2 separate regions of the Hordeum vulgare genome follow, and region 2 is linked to region 1. The links are chromatin contacts, called in public Hi-C maps. All regions are on one chromosome and are shown on one strand. The core of a region is the stretch at or near the end of the contact, and the rest is flanking DNA. Distances in the headings are between cores, read along the strand shown.

What was found. A called contact is a pair of places that touch in the nucleus more often than the background predicts.
Region 2: a contact with region 1 is called in a Hi-C map of leaf, with 4 times the contacts expected there. The contact joins the promoter of LOC123443614 here to the promoter of LOC123443613 in region 1. A contact is called at or near these places in 2 of 6 Hi-C or Micro-C datasets (leaf and seedling).

The regions. Positions count from the first base shown.
Region 1 is chr3H:249,375,935-249,381,042 of MorexV3_pseudomolecules_assembly, reverse strand. LOC123443613 (AMSH-like ubiquitin thioesterase 3) reads left to right here and starts at 2,917. Exons shown (of 14, transcript XM_045120078.1): 1 at 2,917-3,181; 2 at 3,425-3,489; 3 at 3,577-3,664. The coding sequence starts at 3,059.
Region 2 is chr3H:249,561,062-249,566,169 of MorexV3_pseudomolecules_assembly, reverse strand. LOC123443614 (ubiquitin-like-specific protease ESD4) reads left to right here and starts at 2,643. Exons shown (of 9, transcript XM_045120081.1): 1 at 2,643-3,457; 2 at 4,675-4,751; 3 at 4,842-4,935; 4 at 5,044-5,108. The coding sequence starts at 2,765.

The DNA.
Region 1 (5,108 bases), core at 1,668-4,167:
GAAAGCCCTATGCGCCAAGGATAGAAAATCAAAGAGAAAAAAAAGAGGTGGGAAAGGAGAGAAGGACTCCACTTTCCAATCCTAGTTGGACTAGGATTGGAGGAGGACTCCTCCTCCCCTTGGTGTGCAGCCCTTGGGGCTCCTTGAGCCTCAAGGCAAGCCTCCCCTCCCTCCTCCTATATATATGGAGCAATTAGGGCTGATTTGAGACAACTTTACCAAAGCAGCCCGACCACATACCTCCACGGTTTTACCTCTAGATTGCGTTTTCTGCGGAGCTCGGGCGGAGCCCTGGCGAGATTAGATCACCACCAACCTACGGAGCGCTGTCACGCTGCCGGAGAACTCATCTACCTCTCCGTCTCTCTTGCTGGATCAAGAAGGCCGAGATCATCGTCGAGCTGTACGTGTGCTGAACGCGGAGGTGTCGTCCGTTCGGCACTAGATCGTGAGACGGATCGCGGGACGGTTCGCGGGACGGATCGAGGGACGTGAGGACGTTCCACTACATCAACCGCGTTCACTAACGCTTTTGCTGTGCGATCTACAAGGGTATGTAGATCGGAAATCCCCTCTCGTAGATGGACATCACCATGATAGGTCTTCGTGCGCGTAGGAAAATTTTTGTTTCCCATGCGACGTTCCCCAACACTTCTATCCCTGACGAGGCCTTCGTGCCAAATTGAGGATAGGGTCGCATCTTGGGCGTGACACTATATTAGTGGAACAAAGTTTATTTAACTACGTTGTTAGTTATTAAACAATGAGAAGGTTCCTCCAACTCAAACCCAAAACTAATCATCATTAACCCGCAAATTAATTTAGAGTGTTGAGATACACATGAAAAATCCAAGAACCAGATACTCAAGTTGTCCATAACAGGGGACACGACTAATCATGATTAGTTTGTACACTCTACAGAGGTTGTGCACTTTGCCCACAAGACTCAAATACATCCATGGTCGGAGATTCGAGACACAGTCTTTCTGAAGCATTAACTCTCTACTTCCGGGTAGACCGTACCACCTATACCCTCTAAATGTGCTAGTCTACCACTTCGAGAGCTTCACACAACTTACTCAACTATGCCAGAGCCCATAATAGCTTGCGGCTGCACACGTAAGTTTCAGGTATGAATAGTCTTATGATCCCTTTGAACCTGGGTGGCGGACCTTAGGATGATCACACGGTTCCCCCGGGATATCCTCACAGCCACTGGGGATTCCAAGGTGCCTCAAGCAATCCACCCATATGTGTATTTAAGTAGACACCTTAAGTTAACCTTTAATTAACAATACACACATCTGTCATGGAATCACTCACCCAATAACGTCTACGAGCATATCATAGCAATAATAACATAACATAGAAGTAACTCCCAAAAGTTTGACAGTAGACATGTAATAGGTTCTACCTGTGTATCTACTTCCCAATACTCACATGTTAATTAGATCCTAACCATGCAATGTGTGTGGGTGGATCTAATGCAATAAAACTGGGTAATAGGGGATATGATCAAAGTGTTACTTGCCTTACTGATGATCCGCAAAACCTAGGGACTCGTAGTAGCACGCTTCACAATCCGTGTATTCTATCACAACAAACAATAGCACACATAAGCAACAATATAGATGCACCGGTAAAATCGAATAAGATCTAACCAGAAAGTTCAAGTAAAGAACTCCGGTTTGCAAAAAGAATCAAATCAAACGGATCAACGAAACTCAAACTGCGAAAAAACGGGATTCGTTTACTAATCTGGACTAAAGTCAAAATTTTATTTGTAAAAATCTTGTGCAAGTGGATTAATCGGAAAGAGATTTTCGTGACGAAAATCTGGGCGTTTGAATCACCTGATTTCGATAAACGAGCGAAAAGTTAAATTAAAACGAAATTCGGATCAGGAATCGCGATCGAAATTAATCACGGAAAAATCCCCGAAAATAAATCTAACGAACAGACGGAAGAACGAACGTTCGTCGTGTGAAACTAATTAACGAATAGTGTTGGTTAAAACGAACGTACGGACGAACGTCCGTTAATTAAATAAACCAAAATAAATAAATAAATAAATCTGAGAAAAATATGTATATATATATATTTTTCCTACCTCGGGCGGCGGGCTGCGGCTAGGGTTTGTGCGCATGGGGTCGGGCGGCTTATATAGGCCTCCGGGGTCGGTTCGTTTTTTAAAACCGAACAAGATAGAAAATTAAAACGAAAGTCCATACGAACTCCGATTTCGATGAAACAAATCTTGCCGAATTTGTAAAACGAGTTCTACAATGTGGACATTTTTAAAAGACCGAAATAATATTTTAAAAAACGCGTATTTTCGTAAATCAAATAAAATAGCAAATAAAATCCAAATAAAAATTATTATTTGGCTTTAATATTTCCTCTCAAATATTTCTAAATTTTGGAAAAGTCATTTTATTTCCTCTCTCATATTTTTATATATGAAATATTTGAAGAGAAAAATAATTAAAATCAATGATCCTCTTTTCATTATTTGAGAAAATCCCAATATGAAAATAAATAAATTCCCAACTCTCTCCAAGAATACTTGAGTTGCTTAGAATTTTTTTGGATCAGTAATTATGCAAATAAAATATGATATGCAAGATACTATAATGCAATAACATTTCAAGTTGAAAATTTGAGATGTTACAGTGGTGGGACCCACGCAAAAGTGGGTGACTTATAAGTTTTAAATTAGGATAGAACAACTTATGACTTATAAAACTTATGACTTATAAATTAGGTGACTTACAAGTTGAGTCTGTTTGATAAAATAACTTACTTTTTACACTTTTCAGATCAATTATTTGAAACCAAACAGGTCCTAAGATTTGACCGGAATAATCCATCAATTGCCTAAAATACCTAGTACGAAGGCGGTACACCGCCAGAACGACTACTTCGCCGCGTGGAATGCGAGTGCGTGCTAATTCCCGAAGTCTGCCGCTCCTTTCCTAACCCGCGTAGCTAATTCTTGTCACTAATTCTCGTCGCAAACTTCTGGCCGGAGGAGGAGAGGAGCTCGCCAGACAAGGCCATGGGGCCACCGCAGCCTGCCAAGGGCATCATCAGCATCGAGGCCTGCGCGCGGCCGATCGCCATCGACCACCGCATCAGCCTCCCCTACTACTTCCGCATCGCGGGCACCCTCCTCCGCCAGGTCAAACCCTAACCATCTTCGAAATCTCTCGCGCGGAATTCCTACCACCACTATAGATCTGCCCTTTTGGGGCTGAAATTTAACTTCTAGCTGGTCTTTCGCGCAATTCGCGGTTGTTTTCTTGTTCTGTTAACACGCGATGTGATGAATTTGGTTTGTACGTAATTAACGTTAGTGCTACCGTATTTTTGTTGGAATTGTTCCAGACGGTGCTAAAATTTTGTTCTTTTATGTGCTGCACAGGCCAAGATATATCGAGACGAGAAGAACATCCTCGACCTGTATGTCATCCTCCTGAGATATACAAGGTTGGCTGAACGTTGATTGATTAATCCTGATATTCGCTTCTTACTATTGTGATGATCAGTTAACGCCTGACGTCTGACCTGCTGCAGCTTGCTGTGTGAGACCATCCCCAAGCACCGTGATTACCCCGTATTCAAGTTGAGGGAGGCAGAGTTCGTCAGAAATGCCAACTCCTCTGTAATTCCTCTTACGAGCTCAGTAACTACTGTGTTTATGGTATCAAACAATTAAAGTATTACTCTCTCCGTCCCATAATATAAGAGCGTTTTTGGTAGAGGCTAGGGTTCTACCAGGTCTCGGACGTAGGTTGTAGGGGTGGAAGTGCGGGCTGCGAGGTTGGGGACGCCGGCGCCGGCGGTTGGGTGCCGTCGCGGCGTGAGAGAGAGAGAGAGAGACGGCTATGGTTTGGGGCTCCCGTCTCCGACAACAGAATACTGTTTATTGTCTGCTTAATATCGAAGGGGTACATGTGTTTATATAGGAGGACAACCTCCACTGAACCCTAGATATCTTGGACTCTAATATAACTTGGACTTCTAATATAACTTGGACTCTAATATACCTAAGATAACTAGGGCTAAGCCCGTAACTAACCCTGCCCATTGGGCCTCCTCCGTTGGTACGTTGTACCGGTCATAACATCTCTCCCCGCCTTCTCAAACAGCTCGTCTTCGAGCTGAACATCTGGAAACTGCTGGCGGAAATCGTCGAGCTTCTCCCAAGTCGCTTCCTCCTCTGGCAGGCCGGTCCACTGTACCAAGACATGCTAGACGCCGCGACGCTATTGCGCCTGCAGCAGCTTCGCCACCTGTGCGGAAGCTGGAAGGAGGCGGCCATCCGAAGTAGGAGGAAGGGCCGGCGTCGCTGCAGGAGGGTCCCCGCGGTAGGCCTTCAGTAATCCGACATGGAAGACGTCGTGGAGGCGAGAACCAGCTGGCAGCTCCAAGCGGTATGCGAGTGTACCGACACGCTCCAGCACAGGAAAGGGACCGGCGTAGCGAGGTCCCAATTTGCGCTTGGAGCGCGGGTCCAGAGACTGCGTGGTCCTGTGGAGGAGGCGCAACCACACCCAATCGCCCACCGCGAACTCCGCCTCGCGATGATGAGCATCATAGTACTTCCGAGCCAGCTGCTGTGCTTGGACAAGACGCTGGCGCGCCTCAGCCAGAATGTCGTCGCGGGTGCGGAGTAAGTCGCCCGCCGTCTCGGACCGAGCTGTCCCAGGCTCGTAAGGGAGCATCGCCGGAGGTGGGCGCTCGTAGACCACCTCGAAAGGCGTGGTGCGAAGGGCGGAGTGATAGGAGGTGTTGTAGCAGTACTCCGCCCACGCCAACCAGTCCACCCATGCTTGTGGACGATCACCAGTAACACAACGAAGGTACATGGCGATCACCTTGTTGACCACCTCGGATTGGCCGTCTGTCTGAGGGTGGAACGCCGTGCTCATCGGAGCTTCACGCCCGCTAGTCGAAAGAGATCCCGCCAGACATGTCCCGTGAACACGGGATCATGATTGCTGACGATGGACGAAGGAAAACCGTGGAGGCAGACGATGCCGTCGAAGAAGGCCCGCGCCACGGAAGCGGCTGTATATGGATGACCCAGGGCGATGAAGTGCGCG
Region 2 (5,108 bases), core at 1,394-3,893, 190 kb before region 1:
ACAAGCAATCAAGCCGAATCAAATCTTTTGAATTAATTCGATCAAATCAAATTACTTCCTCGATTAGGATGTGATGGACGATGACATATTCCACACACAACTGGTATTGAGCCTCTAAAATACGTATGACAACGTTGCAATCTCACGGACAATTAGCTAGTTCAAGTAAAATACACCGACACACTTCTAGACGCATGTTTAAGCTCCGTTCTCCTTGCCACCGTTCATTCCAACAACGACATCTTATAATTACATTCATTGTCCACATTATAGTTTCCTAGACGGGGTGGCCCACGAGCATGCATGCTCGACACACAACTAGATAAGTCGTGCATGATCCGTGGCACATCATGTGTCGTGCTCATCCATTAAGGTAAGGTCGCCGACTAACATGACCAATTATTATTTATATTTTTAAATTAAGCTATTGGCCTAAAAGGTCAAAAATGACCAATAAGCCGAAAAGCATGTGGCCCATGTGCTGGCACATCAAGACCCACTTATAAACTGGCCGTCGTGGGTCGTGCCAGCCTGACCTGTTTAGACGCATGGCGGGCTCGTCATTTGATCTACTCCTACCTCCTTAGCAAAACACAAGCATTGTGTGCTACTCCCTCATTTTCGGATTATATGGCTCAACTCAAGAATCTCATTAACCAAGTTAGATGATGAGCGGTGGAATAATTTTAATAGTTTGCAAAAGTACTTAATTAATGCGCTCCTTTTCCACAAAATATTATATTTACCAATGCATTAATTACAATGCATGCATGCACGACCAATAAATAACTAAAAACTTTACATGCATTGATGAGTTTTGTTTTAATCCTTGCATGCAGAGATTTATTGCACCTCGATATTTGAGCACATGATGTGAATCACTAGAAATGAGACCAATAAAATGGGAAAACAAAAATTTTGAGATAAGTCGTGTAAACCGGAAAAGAGGTAGTCACAGCTAAAAATGATTTTCTCAAGAGAAGAAGGAGATAAAAAATAAAAGGAAACGTTCCCAACCGGACGAACGATCGCGCGTCCCACCGGTCTCGTGGGCAGCGTACGATCCGGCTTCATCTAGTGGGCTCGTGTTGCACCCATGCACACATGCTGGTGGGCCTCGGCTAGTTTTTTTAGCTACGCAACCGCTTTTCTTTCTATACTTGTCTCTAAATCTTTACCCTAATTGTGTCATTTCTTTATATCTTTCTCTTTTACAATTGGGAAGCGTTTTCCTTCAACGCGTCGGTGGAAGCAACGCGCCGGTAGCTCGCTGTCCACGCATCTCGCGCGCGACCCGCGCGTATGGCTACAACCAATGTCCAAATTTGCTACATTTATTCACTAAAAAAGCTGCATATACATTTGGTTGTAACCCAGTTCGTCAGATTTTTGCTACAACCGGTATCATTTTTTGCTGCAACCGTTCACTAAAAAAGCTGCATACACGTTCGTCATAGTTGTAACCCGAGTTCATCGAATTGTTTTGCTACAACCTTTTTTATTTTGCTACCACGCATCATCAACTTCGTTTTTTGTTACGACCACGTTCATATATTTTTGCTACAACTATATTTTTGTTACAACCGTAAACAAAAATTAATGCACCGTGAACGAAATTTATTGCATCGAAATAATTTTGCTACAATACATGAAAATTGAGAAAATTGGCTATTTACCACTTTCAATATCGGGCTTCGCAAAATTGCCACTTTCATAATTGACTTCGTAAAAATGCCACCTAGCTCCTTTGCACTTTGATTATCATGCCATTTTTTCATTTTCTATTGCTTTTCTTTTTATTTTCCATTTTCTAGGACCTAAAAGGACCAAAGTACCCCTGATGCTATCTTCACGTACTTTGGAACCAAATCAATACTCCAAGAGGATGAGTGCTGCCTGCCGAGAATGCCCGTGCTTGCCACATCCCTGCGCCTGGACTTCTTGGGTCAATCGCTGGGCGTAGCCACCATCTCCTAGACATCACGCGCTGCCATTTTCCTTGACGTTGTGTACTGCCGATCTCCACGACTTCGTGTCCCGACGATCACCTTGGTGTCTTGTGCTGTCGATCTCCTCGGCATTGCGTCCTACCCGTCACCCGGCACCACACGCAAGGGCGAGCACCCACGGCGGGCTGCGCTGTCGCGTCCAGGCGTGCACAAGCACCTGCGGCGAGCTGCGCTGGGACACGGAAGGATCCGCGGCGCGAGAGCGAGCTGGATCGGCACGTGCAGACATGGACGAGCGTCGACGGAGAGCTGCAATGACGAGTGACGACGAGAACTTGCAGCGGCGCACAACCATGGGCGAACACCGGCGGAGTTCGGATAGCTAGCGCAGGCATCAGTGAGGTATGGCGGCAAGCAAGCCCGGCGACAAGAACGAGCTAGACTAGAACAATACGATACAACCAATCAGACCACAAACGCACTAGATAAGGTTGAAACAGCTAAAGGATACTTTGGTCCTTTTAGGTCCCAAAAATGGAAAAGAAAAAGAAAAGCAATAGAAAAATAAAAAATGACATGATAATCAAAGTGCAAAGGAGCTAGGTGGCATTTTTACCAAGTCAATCTTAAAAGTGGTAATTTTGCGAAGCCCAGTATTAAAAGTGGTAAATAGCTAATTTTTTCCATGAAAATCTAACGATGCATACGTGGTTTGGGAAAAAAGAGGGGATCCCCGGCTCCTCGCTTCGGCAAGGCCACGCTCTGCTGCGCACCCCAAATTTTTTTTCGCCTGGTTAGGGTTTCCGCCGGCGGCGATGGGCGCCCTCACCGAAAGCCGCAAGCGCGTCTCCGCCGACCACCGCCTCCTCCCCTCCTTCCCTTCCTCCGCTCCATCTCCCTCCAAGAAGCCCAAGCTCGCACCCCTTCTCCCCACCGCCCCTCCTCTGCCTCTCCACTCGTCTTCTCACGTCCCCTCGTCGACCTCCTCGGCTGCGCCGGGTCCCATTTCGTCAACCGCCTCCGCCTCCACCTCCTCCTCATTTTCCTCGTTGCGCCCCAGCCGCCGCCGCCTTCCCCCGCGACCGCCGGTCCAGCGCCCCATCCATGGGCCCAAGCGCGTCATCCGTGCCTTCGGCCTCGGAAATACCCGCTCCAACTCCGATCCATCGTCTTGTTCTCAGTCCCCGCCACCACAACCTCTCGGCCTCGACCAGTACGTCGACCTTGTCAATAGTGTCACTCACCCCCCGCCGCCTACTCCCCTCGCCTATGTGCCGAGAGGCGCGAAAGCTACCGTTGAGGTGGTCGCCGTCGATGACCTTGGAGATATAAAGCAGGACGAAGAGGAGCGAGACGAGGTGAAGGGTGAGGTCGTAGTGAGGAAGGTGACTCTGTACAAGGATCTGTATGAGGCGTCCAGCCGGCAGCGCGACGATAGGCTCAGGATACTTGAGTTTGAGGTGTGTCTTGCCGAGAAGGGCCGACTTGGATTTGAGCCGCTCCCCAAGGTCCGTCCGCAAATCACGCCCAACAAAAAGGTGTACTCTCGATCATCCTTTATCTGTTTGTCATAAATGAATTGTATAATGACTTTATACAATGCAGAGTTTGCAGAGTTGTTGCTATACATTTACTCAAACTTACTTGCATTAGGTAAAGGGCCTGACACAATAAAATTTGTGGATTCTTGTCCCCAAGTGCTAGAGCTGAGACCATAGCCGTAAACCTTGATATGCTCATGAAACAAGAAAGCTGTTGTGAACAAGAGCTTTTTCTGAGAATCTGATTATGGAAGCAACTAATTATGTCCACTTAAAAATTATTTCTTAACTAAACCGGCGGCTTACAATTGGTTTGAGTTCCTGGAAAGGATTAGGTTCGTGTGAAGCAATGGAGCAGCTTGTTCATCTTTTTTTATACTATCTGTATGTACTGATTTTTCAGGCCTGGAAAGCAGTGTTTATTTTGCGAAATGATTATTAGGTAATAATAGAACGCTGTAACTGAGAGGCATTTCTATGAAATAAAGATAAACTAAATTTGGTTGGTTCCGATATGAAAAATAATCACAGGACTAACTTGTATGTAATGCTAGCACACTTGATATGACATTGTTAGTGTGCATTGGGATACCAAACTTTATGGGATGTGACGTATCATTTGTGCAATTCTGGGATACTAAACGAACCTCACCAGTTGTTAATCTTAAATTAATGATTTATCCTCTTCTGCAGTGAGTTTCTCTACAGCACCTGCTGTTAATTGCCCACTCCTTGTTTTCTTTGTTATGCATGGTCGTGCCTAAGGGCATTGGCATGCAGCTGATATATATACTGGTGAACTCACCATTGGAGTCTAGTATGAGCGTTAAGTGTTTTTGTGTTTTTGCAGGTCTGCTGAGATCAACATTTCTCGTCTTTGTATACTATAATTGGTCTTAATTAATTTGAGTTATTTTACTGCTATCACCCATAAGTATTACATCATCTTAAAGGTTGTTGGTCATGTGATACATGTTTTTTTCGAAGTACTTTTGGATGGTACCTTTAGATTATGCAATGTCATTAATACTGGAAAATGGAAACTGGGGATACAAAAACAGCACTGCAGTTATTGTTACAGAAAGCAAGAATAAAGTGTTATAATCAAACTAGTGGAATCTTCCTTTTGACGAAATGTTATTGCTCTGTTCGATGTTAAATATCTGTGCCGACATCTGTCTCAGGAGGTGCCGGAACCTTTTGTTCCTCTAACGGCTGAGGATGAGGACAGTGTTCGGCATGCTCTTGGTGGCAAGAATAGGTTTTCCTCTTCTCTGCTCTTGTTAAGACACAGTAGGCTGTATGCACACTTCTGGTATAACACTGTCTAAGTTCCTCTTTTTGTCTCCAGACGTGAGATTCTATCGGAGCATAAAGCTTCAAATATTGTCATAACAAGAGAGATCTTGCAGTGCTTGAACGATAAACACTGGCTAAATGATGAGGTATTCTATTCCCTCTGCTATATATGTTCAGATGTTCTCTTTTTCCGGACTCCATTGTAAGCATATAGAATTAGACATTATTATATGACTTTTCCTGGTTATTTTCAGGTCATAAATTTGTATCTTGAGCTTCTGAAAGAGCGTGAACTGAGAGAGCCTACCAAGTTTCTAAA